Linked DNA regions of Gossypium hirsutum: region 2 is linked to region 1. Evidence: chromatin contacts called from public Hi-C data. All regions are on one chromosome and are shown on one strand. Each heading gives the region's core, a stretch centred on a gene start, on an enhancer-like site or on the middle of the called end of the contact. The rest is flanking DNA. Distances are from core to core; before and after follow the strand shown.

The links. A called contact is a pair of places that touch in the nucleus more often than the background predicts.
Region 2: a contact with region 1 is called in a Hi-C map of leaf, with 1.8 times the contacts expected there. The contact joins the promoter of LOC107954772 here to the promoter of LOC107954774 in region 1. A contact is called at or near these places in 10 of 34 Hi-C or Micro-C datasets (anther, callus, fibers and 3 more).

Annotation. Positions count from the first base shown.
Region 1 is chrD07:37,880,247-37,884,034 of Gossypium_hirsutum_v2.1, forward strand. It overlaps LOC107954774, which reads right to left and starts at 1,796. Exons shown (of 10, transcript XM_016890442.2): 1 at 1,530-1,796; 2 at 1,324-1,398; 3 at 636-777; 4 at 222-503; 5 at 1-133. The coding sequence starts at 1,379.
Region 2 is chrD07:38,014,368-38,018,186 of Gossypium_hirsutum_v2.1, forward strand. LOC107954772 (probable plastidic glucose transporter 1) reads right to left here and starts at 1,714. Exons shown (of 12, transcript XM_016890437.2): 1 at 1,433-1,714; 2 at 1,201-1,324; 3 at 381-581. The coding sequence starts at 1,607.

The DNA.
Region 1 (3,788 bases), core at 546-3,045:
GGTACTCCTTCAGATGCCGCTGCTCCAACAATGTTCCGGAGAACCATGAAGATAGACACTTTGCTGCTTGATCAATGCTGTCAAATTCCCATCTTCGCATGAATTTAGCCTCTATGGCTAGAGAGGTATCAGTCTGAAAATGAGAAGAAAATTGCTAAACACGGAGACCTTGAAGGAGAACCACAAACAAAAAATTATTGAGCACATACAAGAACAAATACCTGAAGTTCATTCAAGTAGTTAAGACCTCGAACATTGGACCATGAAACTTCAAATACAATGAAGCCATACAATGTCCTATGCAGCTCATTGCTAAGAAGCGAAGAGGTTTTCAATGTCTTAACAGGTAGCAAAATTCTCTTTTTCGACAGCATTGCAGCATCTACCAAAGAGAACCATCTCTCCAACTTCTTGGCATCTTTAGCATTTGATTTGGAAGAAGCTTCTTTTCCATCCTTTCTTGCCCTACGACCTTTGGTGTTAGCAAAAGGAGATAACCTGGACTGTAAAATGTAAATAGGAAGAAAAAAAATCCACTTAAATTCATTAAAATATTCTAATCATTTGAAAATTAAAAATAATTAAATAAAACCATATATTTCAAAAGAATCAAAATAAAAGGTGTGCTCAACAACCTTGGTAACCATCAATTGCCACAAGTGAGCAGGACGTGAACCTAAGTCCCTGAGCCATGGCCGGTTGTCCACCAAAATGTAGAATTTGTTACTTTCAGGGGCCAAGAAAAGGCTAAGATCCGATAGATAAGACTGCAAGTCTCTGCAATCAGAGATTAGACAATAAAATTTAATATAATACATAAGAAAAGTGGAAAACCCTGAGAAATAACTCAGTGATTCTGATATTTCCCATAACGCAAGTGCTTAGAATAAATCAATTGATTAACGCCCAGGATTTGATATTTCTACAAATGAAGTCCTAGAAACACACAAAATTACCATATAAAAAAATGTATCAACACTCGTTAAAAGAAAAAAAAAGTCACTAATCAGAAATCGGAAAAAAAAAAAAAAAGACTGAAGAAGCTTATTCATAACATGACTGTATGAAGTATGACTAGCAGCTGAAGCAGATGTTAACCAACTCATATTTTTCTAATCATAAAAACATATACCGGAAATGAGCATTGGAATATGATCCCAACATATATGAAAAACTTCGAAAAAAGGAAATGCATATACCGCCTCAAACATGTATATCTATGACAGTCCATCCGAGTCCGTGAACATAGTCTGAAGCCAAAATTTCAACTTCTACTAGATCAAGCATACAGATGGTAAAAGTAAAAAAAGTTAAAAGAATTACCCGATTTGGAGACTGGTTAAAGGAAAAACAGAGCGCTCATCATCGTACTTCCCCATCAAAATTAAGCTCTAAGCTCTGTTTTTAATTTCAAATTACAGCAAATCACAGCTTAACAATTAGCATATAAGAAATAAAAATTCATTCATATCCAAAATAAACAACATTACTATATATATATAGATACTAAGAAAGAGAGGAAAATAGACCTTGAAGAAAGGAATTCCATGAAAATGGAAGAGATAAAACAAAAAAGGGAGAGAAAAGGAAGGAAACACAATCACACTTTTAACTTCATAACAAAACATTTAATAAAAGAGAGAGAATCAGATTAAAAGGCAAAAAGAAAATGAAATTGTTTTGTATTAAATGAAATGCAAGGAAATAATAATGGTTGAGAGGGAAAGAGTTTGGTTGGGTTGGAACTTGGAAGGCGTGATGAAGGAAGGCAAGATTCGACACGTTCACAACACGTCTATGTGTATTAAAAAGTTATTGGATATTCGAAATAAATAATAAATAAATAAGAGTTACTACTTATTATTGATGTGAGAGCTTTGGAGGAAACTGGAAAGAAGTGGAAGACGAAGGCTAAAATGGTAAAATTAAAAGGAGATCTGATCTAATTAATATACTCACGCGCCGAGAATAGCCTTACGATGTGGTTCGCCTGTTTCTATTTATAAATTAAAACTATATAACAACAATCTAACAGATTAAACTATTACCGAAAAACCAAACATACTACCAACTTAAAGATGAAATACTCAAACTCGCTTCTTCTTTTTTATAAGTACAAAGCCACCTTGTTTTTAACTGTGAGCTTGAATCCAGCCGTGATGAGAAGGTCCTTTCAGAAAAAAAAACGACATAAAATTAGTTGAGAATTTAGAAGAGCTTTGATGAGGAATAAAATTTACGATAATTAATCATTGTATTAAAAGATATTATATTAACATTGTGAATAACAATGTTGAATATCTTTTTAGATATTATCAATATTTCTTTTGGTTTCGAGAATTTACTATCAAAATCTATTAAAGACTCAATTAATAGGGTTTGTTCTCAAATAAAATTGATTATTAAAATTTATTAATTATGATTGAGACCGGATGTCATGAAATTCTTAAATGAATGTAGAACATTTTGAGATTATATGATTTTAATAGATGCAGCAACTACAAGTTAATCAATTGTGTTATCAACTTGAAATTCGTCATTTACAAAATTGCTTGTTCAAATAATTAGGTTAAGAGCAAAACTTTCAAATTATGTAATTAAGACAATTTATCTTGTTAATATTGATAAAATTATATGTATAAAAATCACGTATTTAAGACGTATGTCTATGTTTAAAAATAATATATGATAAATAATGAAATGTGACTTTTGAAACTAAAAACATGTATGCAAAATGTAATAAAAATTAGTTTAAATTGTGAGTAAAAAGAAATTGAAATAGTAAATACATCATATTAAAAATACTAATTGCACTCTAATTGTTTATCATGATATTATTGTTTTTCTTGAGTTAGTATCAAGTTAAACAATGATATTGTCAATATACAAACAACGTGGATGAAAACTTTTGAATAATAATATTAAAATGTATAAAAAAAGTTAGAATGAAGCTTTGCTTGCTGAGGTAAAGTTGAGATTTTATACATGTTGATGGTATGGGTTCAAATTCATTTGTAATTTTTTATTGATTTTATTTCAAATGTAAAAAGATAAAATTACCCTTATAAAATATAATTTATTTCAAATATATAAGGGTGGTTTAGTAATTCCCCCAACCAAGTAGTTGTCCGGTTGACTTGTGACATCAACTCAGTCAATGGTTTAAATAATAATTAGAAGTCCTATCATCAGGGGCGAATCCAGAACAATTTTTTAGGGGGCGAATGAAATGTTAATTTTTTATAATCTATATCTTTATAATTTTTAAAGTATTAAATTGAAATTTTATAACTTTAGGGGGGCCAAAGTACAATTTTACCTTTACTAATTTAAAATTTTTTTAAAAATTAGAGAGCCTAAATGACAATTTTTCATTTTAAGGGGGTTAGGGCCTATGCCAGCCCCCTTATGTGTATGCGTGTGGAAACCATGAATTTAAAACATAGATGTGTGTTTACTCAAGAACTTATTTATAAATCTATTGGTGGGAGAAAACATTTTATGTTAAAAGTTTTTTTTTTTAAGTTCACTTAAGAATTATTATTGGTGTAATGGTAAATAATTAATTTATAAATCTATTAAATACGGGTTCAATTCTTATACATCTTAATTTTAGTTCTTTTATTTAAAAACTATATAAAAGTATGAAAAAGATAATAAAAAAATGCCATCGAAATAGTAGTAGTAGCCATTTAATAAAATGGTATATTAATCATTTCTTAGCTAAGTTGGGAACCAGGTTAACCCGTGACACCAATTCAGTTAGTGATTTTATTAATAGTATAGAA
Region 2 (3,819 bases), core at 464-2,963, 130 kb after region 1:
TAATTTGGAGTAATTTTTAGTAGAGGAACTAAAATGAACTTTACACAGTAGTACAGGGACACCCGTTAGACTTTGACCCAATTCTTACCATTATAAGAGTAAGCTCAAAAAGCACCTGAAGGGCCAAGATATAAATTGGTTTACATGTTTAAACACACTTTCAAACACATAAAGAAAAAGAAGCAACTGTAATATGTGTCCTATAAGTTCTACCTAGATAAATACAGAATGAAATAACAGATGGGGTGTGAAACACACAAAAGAAACAAAAGAGTACAAAATAATTATAGTACTGTTTAAATGAACTCCACATTTCACTTGGCATAGAGGAGATAAAATGCATTGCTTGGATTAACAATACCTATATATGCTATTCTCACCTCACAATTGCACCAAGTATCAATGGTATCGTGTCAATCTGAAAGGTCCGGCGACAGCCTAGTTTGTCCACCAGTGAACCACAACTCAGGCTTCCAATGAAAGCTCCAGCAATGAATATGCTTACCACAAGCCCCTCAAGAATTGGATCTCCTTCGAAACCAAGTTCTCTTGCAATTGAAACGATTGGACCATTCATTACTCTGCAAAACAAAGAATGCAATTTTGTAAACTGACTATTTGACAAACCAATTTTACTCTTTAAAAATATCATTGATTTTCAAGTTACACCCATGTTATGGTGAGTATTGGATACGTGTGAGAATCCAATATGGGCATACTCAATATTTTTTATTCTATTTTATTTCTTCACATATATGATCATATCCCATACCTATGTCAAACACAAGTGTTGGACATGGGTACTTTAGGGAGAATTAAGAGACCGGGTATATGAATTCCTTCCATACACTCCCGATGAAATTTTAACACTCTACAACCAGATTTATACATTAAAAGACAATAATTCAGTGTGTAGTTTCCTTATTTATAGTTTTTTTTATGGAATATTTATAGTTAAATAAATAAAACTCTTGTAAGCATATAAATCAGTTAGCAACATAATTTCCAATTTCTCAACAGCTAAAAGAGCGAGCAACTAATTAGAAAGCACAATAAGGCATAAAAAAAAATCAATAAGAGCAGAATTAAGCTCCAGAATATTCAAATGCTTCATTGCATAGCAAAAAGAGCAAGGAAAAAAAAACCAACAATTAACTTTTCAGAGGGAAAGAAAAATGTTTTCATTAAAAAAACACTTACCCTATGTGATAGCCGAAAAGGAAATTGGACATTGAAGCAACCAAAACGTGAGGGAAAGTAGGAAGCCATCCCAAATCAAAGATTTGATCATCGCTTTTTTCTTGATTATGTAAATCTTCATTATCTGCAATTTAAACCCTAATCAGATATTAACCATAAAAATTCCACAGAATCTTGTCCGTTGATTGAATTTGACGTAAGTCAATAAGCCAAAAAAAATGATAGTAAAAACCTGGCTCCTGAGTCTGCAACTGCTTCTTAGTCGCAGAAGCTTTCAACTTTAGTGACGGCAAGAGGAAACCAAAACGAAAGGTTTTGGGTTTAAGGAGTACTTTGGGGCTTAGATGAGAGGTGAAGAATAGGGGAACCGGGACGACCGGTCGGTGGAGTACGGTGGCAACCCACATCAAGTGAGAAATCGAGGAGAGAGAATGGGAATTGAAGTGTTTTTTTTTTTCCCTTCAATAATTAGATAGAAATGATAGGATAAAGCCAGGTGGCGTAATTTGTTAGCTCTGCAAGGAAGGAAGAGGATAAAACGGTCATAAAAAAAGAGTAACAAATTGGCGGGAAACACGAGAGCATATTTCAACAGTATACCAGCAAGGATGAGAGCATTTTAGTGACATTTTCTTTAGCATGACGTAATTTACTTATTTGTGGATACTTTTATCTAAGGATATTAAATTTTGAAATGTTAAAGACGTGGTTTAATCGTAAAATGCCATGAGTCAGAGTCAGAACTTTTTACTTCTAATAATTGAAATTTTGAAGAAAGAAAACCGTGAAATCATGTTAACGTCACATCTAAAACCCATAAATTCAAAATCAATTAAAATGTGTAATTTGTAATATAAACTTTAATTTGTTACCATCATATATATTAAACTTGAATTTTGGTTAGTATATATATATATATATATGAAATTTTGATTTGGATTCAATTCTACACATTTAAATAAAATAAATACATATATTTATTTTCATATTGAATTAATATAATTGTTTTTTATACAATATATTAATGTATACGGTGCTAATTCAATAATATTGTTAGAAATTTGTGAAAATTGAATTAAATTAAAATTTAATGCATAAATTTGTATAAAATCAAAGTTCATATATGACATTGTACATTGAATCAAATTTCATATATGTTTTGATATTTATAAAAAAAATTAACTATGAAATCAATATTAAAGAACTTTCAGGGAATGTTTGGTTCTAGGAATATAATATAAATTTTCATAATAGAATTACAAAAACGTAAGGTTGTAGATGGTATTTTCACATTACCTTGTTTGGTTCATTTGATTGGAATGTATTATCTAACACTATGTTTGGTTCGCTGACATAAGGTTGTAGATGGTATGTTATATTAGCTAGTTTGGTTCATTTGGTTAGAATGTATTTGATAGAGGGTTGCGCGCGGACCAAGATCGAGTTGCCAAGTCACGAGAAAACTCCTACGAGGCTCTAAACGAACAGATCTGAAACAAAACAGAAATTAAAATATTAGAACTTTGAATTTCCAGATATGGAATAAAAATCCCCAAACTAGCAAAGAATCAAATTGAGAATAGGAATAAGTGTTAATAAAGGTTCTTAGGGAATCAAGAACATGTAATTGAACCCCAAAGAATACTCCAACCTGTCGAATCTAAAAAGAAAGACACAAACAGCAAGTTAAATTTCCCCAAAATTCTAGCAACCAAAACAACCCAAATCTGAAAAGAAGAAATCGACAAGAACAAGGAATTTAGGGATTTTGAACGAATTTTGCTGCCAAGAACAAAAGGGGCGATCCGATCTTTAGTAAAGAAGAGGGCGAATCAGATTTGGAATGCTTTGGAACGCCTGAAACGCAATAAGAACAGCAAACAAAGTGATTAAATAAAATCGACACAAGCAGAATTTAAAAGAAAAAATTGACAGCAAGAAATTAAAAGATAAGTCCTAAGAAGCCTTAAAATCCCGAAAGATATCACAACTCCCTTCAAACGGCTCTAATCTCCCCTCCAAAGGAATATCAATGGCAAGAAGAAGGCTGAAGATGGCTCCCACAATCAAAAGATTGTTAAAACAACTTCTAAAAAAAACTCAAGAGAGAATTCTTGGAGAAAAACTCAAGGAGAATTCTGCACTTAAACAAATCTGAAATTTTTAATATATTTGACAAGTCAATAACAAGGTGGCCGGCCAAGCCTTTATATAGGCCTCTCAAGTGTTTTCCTAATCTAATTAGAAAACTAAAAATAAAAAAACTCCTAATTATTTTAATATTTAAATGGAAATTCGGCCAAGGGCTTTTAATTGGGCCTCTTGGACTGAATATCTACATAAAAATTTAAACTAAGTATTTAAAAAAATAAAACTTTACAAATTGAGTCACTTTGACAATTTGGCCTGATTTTCAAGTAAGTATGGTTTGTCTTCTTGTTTGGGCTTGGAATCATCTTATTGGGCTTTGCCTTCAAGAACTTCGGCTTGTATTCCATCTTTTACCGAAATTAGTTCGTTGATGCTCGTAACGGAGATCCAATGCGCTTTGGCTGCAAGATTTGGTTTCTTGGACCAAGATTTCCAAGATTTGAAATCTTGATTTTCTTGATTCTTGAA